2 separate regions of the Mus musculus genome follow, and region 1 is linked to region 2. A link is a contact called in public promoter capture Hi-C data. All regions are on one chromosome and are shown on one strand. Each heading gives the region's core, a stretch centred on a gene start, on an enhancer-like site or on the middle of the called end of the contact. The rest is flanking DNA. Distances are from core to core; before and after follow the strand shown. Region 1 has its middle 28 kb from the start of Gpr55. Region 2 holds the start of Itm2c (integral membrane protein 2C).

Region 1 (3,477 bases), core at 416-2,915, 94 kb after region 2:
CCAACTCTGGAGTCACTTACCATCTGAAGGATGACACTCTCAAGATCTGCTTCCAGTTGTGTTGTGTTTAGCTTTTAGACCATAGCCTAGTTCCCTCTTTTCCAAATCATTGGCAAAAGCCTCAAAGGAGTTTCTGTTTTGTTTTTGTTTTTTGTTTTTCGAGACAGGGTTTCTCTGTGTAGCCCTGGCTGTCCTGGAACTCACTCTGTAGACCAGGCTGGCCTCGAACTCAGAAATCCGCCTGCCTCTGCCTCCCGAGTGCTGGGATTAAAGGCATGCGCCACCACTGCCTGGCAAGAAGCAGAGTTTTTCAGAAGGCTGTAAATACCCACTTTGAGAGAGAGAGAGAGAGAGAGAGAGAGAGAGAGAGAGAGAGATCACTTCTGTCATAGAAGGGCAGCTGGTAACAGGTGCCCAAGACCAAAACAAAACAAACAAACAAACAAACGAGAAAAGAGGTCCAAGAGCAACAAAGTACAATAGCCAGACCCAACCAGATGCTGAAGGCAAGCATGCAGAAAGTAACTTCCCTTCCTTTTTTAGAACACGGAGAGGCCAGTAGCAGCCTTTGCATCATAGAGCTGCTGTGAGAAGCCAGTGAGTCAATATATAAAAGGCACACAGAGCGCTGCCTAGACTGTGGAAGCACTTACTAAAGATTTGCTGCTGGGTTTCAATGTCAGCTTGCCACAGAGAAGAATTACCGGGAGAACAATCCTGATTGCTTCAATTGATGTGGGAAGACCCTCCCTCCCCAAAGTAGGGCACCCTCTGGTAGCTGCTCAGATTTCAAAAGGGCAAGGTAGAAGGTGGGTCTTTTGCCTCTGTTCCTTGGCCTTCCCCCTTGCCTCATTGCTGGCATTAAAGGCGTGCGCCACCATGCCCGGCTTGTTTTTGTTTTTTAAGCTTTAGTATTTTTCAAGTTTCCCAAATACTTTGTGTTGGAACTTCAGAGTTGGAAAATACTGTATATGTAGCACACCACTCTTACAAACAAACAAACAATACAAGATCTGTTACTCAGTTCCTGCATTCTTTTCCCTGAATCTGGAAAGCCCAGGGGAACCTTTTTATTCTTTACATAATCTCCATCAAACGATTTAAACCCACAAGTGAGAAGACACATGGGCTTTTATTTCTTTTGGTCTCTTTTTGTTTGTTTTGCTTTTTAAGACAGAGTCTTATTACACATCCCAAGCTGTCCTGGAACTCACTTATGTAGTCAGTCTAGCCTTGAACTTGTGATCCCTCCAGCTTCAGCCTGCTAAGTGCCATATGTCACTCCCTATGCCTGGTCAGAGGCCTCTTGTTGCAGCTGCCATTAGACATGGATTCATCTTTAGATTTCTCCTACCATCTATGTCCCTTTATTATGTGACAGCCATTTCTCCTTTCATGAAGAGCTGGTAACTTACCTAATGTCTCCTTTCCCTAAAATGACCATCTCTGTGTGCTTTGAGTGGCAAGGGTTAATTTCCAGCACACCACTGGAATTATGGAAAATAATATAAACAGCACTATACTCTCCCCAGGTTGTTCTCTGACCTCTGTACTCAGCCCATGGCATATGTACCATCTTTCTCTCTCTGGTACACACGCACACTCATGTGATTTTGTGTTGTTTTCAGTGACGGCCCAGTAGATAGGTCTTAACTTCCTGCTTTTTGTGGTTCCTTAATGTGACAGCCACTCTGCAGCCTCGTCACTGGGCTGAGTACAGAGGTCAGAGAACAACCTGGGGAGTCTCGTCATGAATAGGTGCAACAGTTAGTCAGATGTTCTTACCAAAAAACAAAAAAAGGCTTTCACACAAACTCCTGGTTCTGTATCTATGTGAAATTCCCACAACCTAAACATGGGCCCTTTCTTGATATACATTCTCTTCAGCCACTGTCAATATTTGGGAATCTATTAATCCCTAGCTCAATGGGCTGTCCTTCCAACTATCGAGCAAAGCCAAGTGTAGTTCATGTATAGAGACCGTTACCTTGGCTGTGGTAAATTAGATGTCCAAAAAAGGAGTTCCCTCCTATAGGAAGCATGAGCAGAAAAGGTTACAGTGGCATCTTTAGACCAGAGGTTTCCTGATTCTCCAAAAGGAAGCCTAAGGGCAAAGCCAAGGTCAACTCTTTTTCTAGAATTCATCTGAAAGTAAGGTTTCACTTCCGATTTTTTTACTCTTTTAAAATTACTTTTCATTTGGTGTGTGTGTGTGTGTGTGTGTGTGTGTGTGTTAGTGCTTGCTTGTGCACGCAAGAGTGCATCCACATGAGTGTGCGTGTGTACCAGAGAGAGAAAGATGGTACATATGCCATGGGCTGAGTACAGAGGTCAGAGAACAACCTGGGGAGTCGGTTCCCTCCTGTCACCATGTGGGCTCTGGGACAGGAAGTACACTTAGCCTCTGAGCCATTTCCCAACTTTGTTTTGTTTGTTTTTGGTTTTTAGGGGGTTTTGTTTTGTTTTGTCTTGTTTTTCAAGACAGGATCTCTCTATTAGGTAGCCCTGGCTGTCCTGGAATTTGCTATGTAGACCAGGCTGACCTTGAACTCACAGAGATTTGCCTACCTCTGGGACTAAAGGCATTGTCTACCACAGAAAAGATAAGAAACAAATGAGTGTTTATTTACCTTTTTGCCAATTGCACATGTGCATGTATGTATATAACATAATAATTACATATATTATAACCACAACACTAACACTCAGCATGGCCCAGGAATTTGCCATGGACATAACATTGGTGATTTTTCATTTTTATGGCTAAAAGTGTCTGACTGTGTAGATCAAGCTGGCCTCGGTCTCTTCCAAGGCATTGTCTCCCACCCTGACTATTGAATAGTGCTCCTAGCACTGCGTTAAAGAGCTCCATGTTCATCAGCTCATTTAGTTACTCCCAACTATCCTGAGGTAGATACTGTCATTGTCAACTTAAGAGTGAGAAGACTGGGGAGGGTATGGGGGACTTGAAATGTAAATGACGAAAATACCTAATTTTAAAAAAAAGTGTTAACTCTACTGGGGAAAAAAAAACCTACTGTCCTTCAAGAAAGCTCTTGTTACCAACTTCACAACATCCATGGGGTTAAAAACATAATAATCAATTAATTATATTAAAATGTACATGATCCAAAAAAACCCTAAAAACCAAAAACAAACAAAACAAAGTTGGGAAATGGCTCAGAGGCTAAGTGTACTTCCTGTCCCAGAGCCCACATGGTGACAGGAGGGAACCGACTCCCCAGGTTTTGCGTCAAACAAATGTTTGTGATAATAATAATAATTTAAAAAAAGAGTGAGAAGACTGAAACACAAAGAAAGGCAGCTTGTCCAAGGTTACTCAGATCCTCTTGACCCAAAAGGCCATGCTCCTAATCAGCCAGACCCCTAAACCACTGAAGTATTGTTCTCATACACACAGATAGTGACCACAGCAATCTTGATCAATAGCTAATGAACTCTTTGTCCTTCCCCCTG
Region 2 (3,455 bases), core at 20-2,519:
CCCTGTCATTGTCCAATGGGCCTATGAACAAGCGGCCATGCCGATAGAGATGGAAACTATACCTGGACTGGCAATATGGACTTCCACTCATTGAAGTGATCTGGTAACAGCTGCAGCTGAGTGCCAGATCTGCCACACCAGCAGTGACCGTCACTGGCCACCATTCCCTGAGTTGGCCAGCCAGCACCCTGGTGGCAGGTCACCTACATTGGACCGCTTCTTTCATAGAAAGGGTAGTGCTTAGTCCTTACCAAAGTAAGCATCTACTCTGGTAATGGATTTGCCTTTCCTGCATGTAATGCATCTCTCTATTCTCTCAATTCCTGCAGTGCCAGTGGCCTTCGCACCATTTACATCTTTTACCATTATACATTTTACCATTTATATTCTACTGCCTTAAGCTATGTATCTCCTGGACTGCCTGGTTCATACAAGATCTAAACCGAGATACAATGGTCTAGTGCCTAAGGCAACTCTGTCCAAGCCGTGACAGGTAGGAGAGGGCAGCAGAGCCTACTGGACTGTCCTCAATACGCCAGCAGAATGCTCGGCCCCCATTACCAGCACCTTTGTAGAACTGACGCCAAGCACGGCAGGCTCGGTGCTATCACAGCCTGGATTGGGAACAGCGAGGAGAGATCTAGGACTTTGTTGTCAAGAGATGGCCCTGCAACATAAATCTTGGCTTCTTCCTAATACCCGGTGATACACTGCAGGAGCAGAGTCCTGACTGGAACCCAAAACCTCTGGCCCAGCCCCCCGTAATTCTTGTCATATTTTCCAGTCACGATTCCACTCCTGCAAGGTATTGTAGGTCTTATGCACCTCAAGTTACCCACCTCCACTCCCTGAAGGTTTTGCAGGATGAAGGATAGAGAAAGATGCATGGTGGAGAATGAAGGCGGTGGGGATGGATTTAGAATTCAGGATAGAGGCAAGCAGTTAGGCGTCTGGAGTTGATGCCCCTTTCCAGCCTAACACATGTTGGAGGAGGAAAGCTTAGAACAGTTAGTTACTCTGCGTCTTCTCTCAACATAATCAAAGATATCGAGGAGGAGGGAGATGCAGTTTGTTAGAAGCACGTTGCCAGGCAACGTCGTGTTAAACTACATGTGAGGATGCTAGTCATGGGCAGGGAGAAGGAAGGGGTCCAAGCTCTTGCGCGACGACTGAATGAATGAATATAAGCAAGAGGTGGAAGGAAATCTCAGCATTCTTCAGCTACAGTGCTGCCCGGTGCAGTTCGGCGCAGGCGTCAGGTCCTTCCTTGGAAGGCGGGGCGGGACGCGTTCGGGGCGGGGACAGAGGCGAGGACTCCGGAGCCATCCAAACTTCCGGTGCCTGCGGCGCAGCAAGAAGCAGGCATTGCGATCGAGGTTGCACTGGCAGGGGCTGCAGGGAGCAGGCGCAGGTCAACGCAGCCATGGTGAAGATCAGTTTCCAGCCCGCGGTAGCGGGCATCAAGGCTGATAAAGCGGACAAAGCAGCGGCGTCTGGTCCGGCCTCGGCATCTGCCCCGGCCGCGGAGATCCTGCTGACGCCGGCGAGGGTGAGAGGCTCCGGGTCTCAGATGGGGGCGGGGCGGGGGTGGGGGGTCATCGAGGGACCTAGGCATTCCCCAGTGGCCGCCACGACCAGCGGTACCTCAGAGTCACGAGCGGAAGCGGGATGAGAGGTCTGAAAAGGCTGCTCCATCCGCATCTGGGAAAGGGTCTCAGGACCTTCCCCACAGCGGTAGTCGAAAGCAGAACTGGTCCTTAAGTGGGAACGCACACAGGGTCTTTTCCAAAAGTGGGGGCTTCTGGGCGCGAAGTTCCAAGATAAGGGAAGGTGGCGGACCCATGAAAGTTTGGGGAATGTTGGTGAAGGTTTGCGTCTGGTTCCAATCAAGGGGCAGGGGCCGGGAAGCCAGTCCCCGAGTGGGGGAGGGGAGGAGGGTTGAACGTAGTTTCCCCCAAAGCGGGGCCGGGAAGGGGGGAGGTGATGAGGCCTGATTGGTTGGGGAATTTGGTTGGGGAATCTCTGGTTAGTAACGAAAGGGAGGTGCCATTGTTTTGGTCCTCAAATGGGGTCTGTGGTGGGTGGAGGTTACTGTTGGAACTGGCAGACCTAAGTCAGTGATGAGCCTTCTCCCATTTCACACCTGCGGGCCCTACTTCTTAGCTCCTTCTCTGGCTTCCAGCTACGTTGTTACCATCTGCTGAGTGGGCTCCTTACTGCCCCAGTGCCCTAGACATCCCTATAGTCACTCAGTTGGCTTTGTGTGGACTGGCCTTGGTGTGCCCCGCCTTCCCCTGGCTGAGGGGATCCAGGTCATTTCCGCCATGGAAAACTATGCTATGTGGAGTGTGTCGGGGAGGACTCGTGGCAGTCACTGACTGGAAGGACTGGTGACGGAAAAGCGGACCCAGCCGAGTTTCATTTTGCTTCAGTAAGGGTGTTTTCATGGCCACTGTCACACGCCCCCCAGCGGTCCTGGGGCGCACCAAGCCGGGCCTTTCGATCCAGACCGAACCTAAAAAAGCCCCTTCCACTTCCTCCTCCCGGATCAAGTTTTGAAGCTCTGATTCTGCCTTTGCCTGGGCATATATGAGGAACTCGTGGGGAATGATCTGGAAGAGGGGGTCATGCAGTGGGCCAGTCTGAGCAGAAACGGTGATGCCAGGGACTCAGGCAGCTCTGTTCTAGTCACTACAGCACCGAGCAATTCAGACACCAACAAGAATTCATTGGCCAACCAGGTGGGGGGGGTTGAAGGGTGTCTGAAGCCTAGGTGGAGAGGGACACCCCATACTTGACTTTGTTTTGCAGTTTGAAAAGTTTGCCCTGGGGTTAAGTTTCCTTATTACTTCCAAGAAGGTCCCTCCTCTCTTCTTCTTAGTCTGGATATGGGGGCCCAGGAACTGATAAGTGGCAGATTGTCTGTTGGTACCCAGTGAAGATATAGAACTGGAACCCAGCTGCCTAAAGCCATGGGTCTAAGGGTGATCTAAGGAGCCGGAAGGACTAACTTGAACAACTCAGGAATATCATTATCGCCCCCTTAAGAAGGAAGTCCCAGCAGAGTCAACGTTGACAGGGCACACACTAGGGCAGCTGGCTGATGGATGGTGTCGGATAGGAGGGCTGAGCCCAAGGGTGAAGAAATTATAATTTTTCTCATTAGCCTTGGAAGACTTGGTTATATAAGTCTAGGCAATAATGTGACAGTATACAGATTAACACAAAACACATACTAATAACGAAGAAACCAGACAGAGACTATGAGCCTCAAAGGACCAGGCAATTGATTTTTGTGTAGTAGAAGAGATCAGAGGGGACGAGAGGTGCCCCAGAAACAAAAGAGGTTTTATTATGCAAGCAAAACTTCCCCAGCAACAGCCCTCTAAAGACCAATGTCTGTCTTCGTGGGCCAAGTGCTCAACCTTCAATCTCTTCTTCTGTTGAAAAGAGCT

What was found. Promoter capture Hi-C pulls out the DNA fragments that hold promoters and counts their contacts.
Region 1: a contact with region 2 is called in a promoter capture Hi-C map of the HPC-7 cell line. The contact joins the enhancer-like site here to the promoter of Itm2c in region 2. A contact is called at or near these places in 15 of 39 promoter capture datasets (the 3T3-L1 cell line, 3T3-L1-derived adipocytes, the C10 cell line and 9 more), 2 of 484 Hi-C or Micro-C datasets (CD4 T cells and bone marrow-derived macrophages), 16 of 115 datasets of contacts at active chromatin or transcription factors (CD8 T cells, the HPC-7 cell line, SST interneurons and 9 more) and 2 of 9 other capture datasets (adipose tissue and liver).

Annotation. Positions count from the first base shown.
Region 1 is chr1:85,986,871-85,990,347 of GRCm38.p6, forward strand. It overlaps a transcript of Gpr55 not described here. Among named protein-coding and RNA genes, the nearest start is that of Gpr55, 28 kb to the left of the region's middle. Within about 2 kb of position 1,666, at least 32 of the 459 cell types and tissues checked have an H3K27ac peak or open chromatin away from gene starts, as enhancers often do. A contact at or near this core is called in the HPC-7 cell line, bone marrow-derived dendritic cells and bone marrow-derived macrophages, where this site is marked.
Region 2 is chr1:85,893,241-85,896,695 of GRCm38.p6, forward strand. Itm2c (integral membrane protein 2C) reads left to right here and starts at 1,270. Exons shown (of 6, transcript NM_022417.3): 1 at 1,270-1,549. The coding sequence starts at 1,424.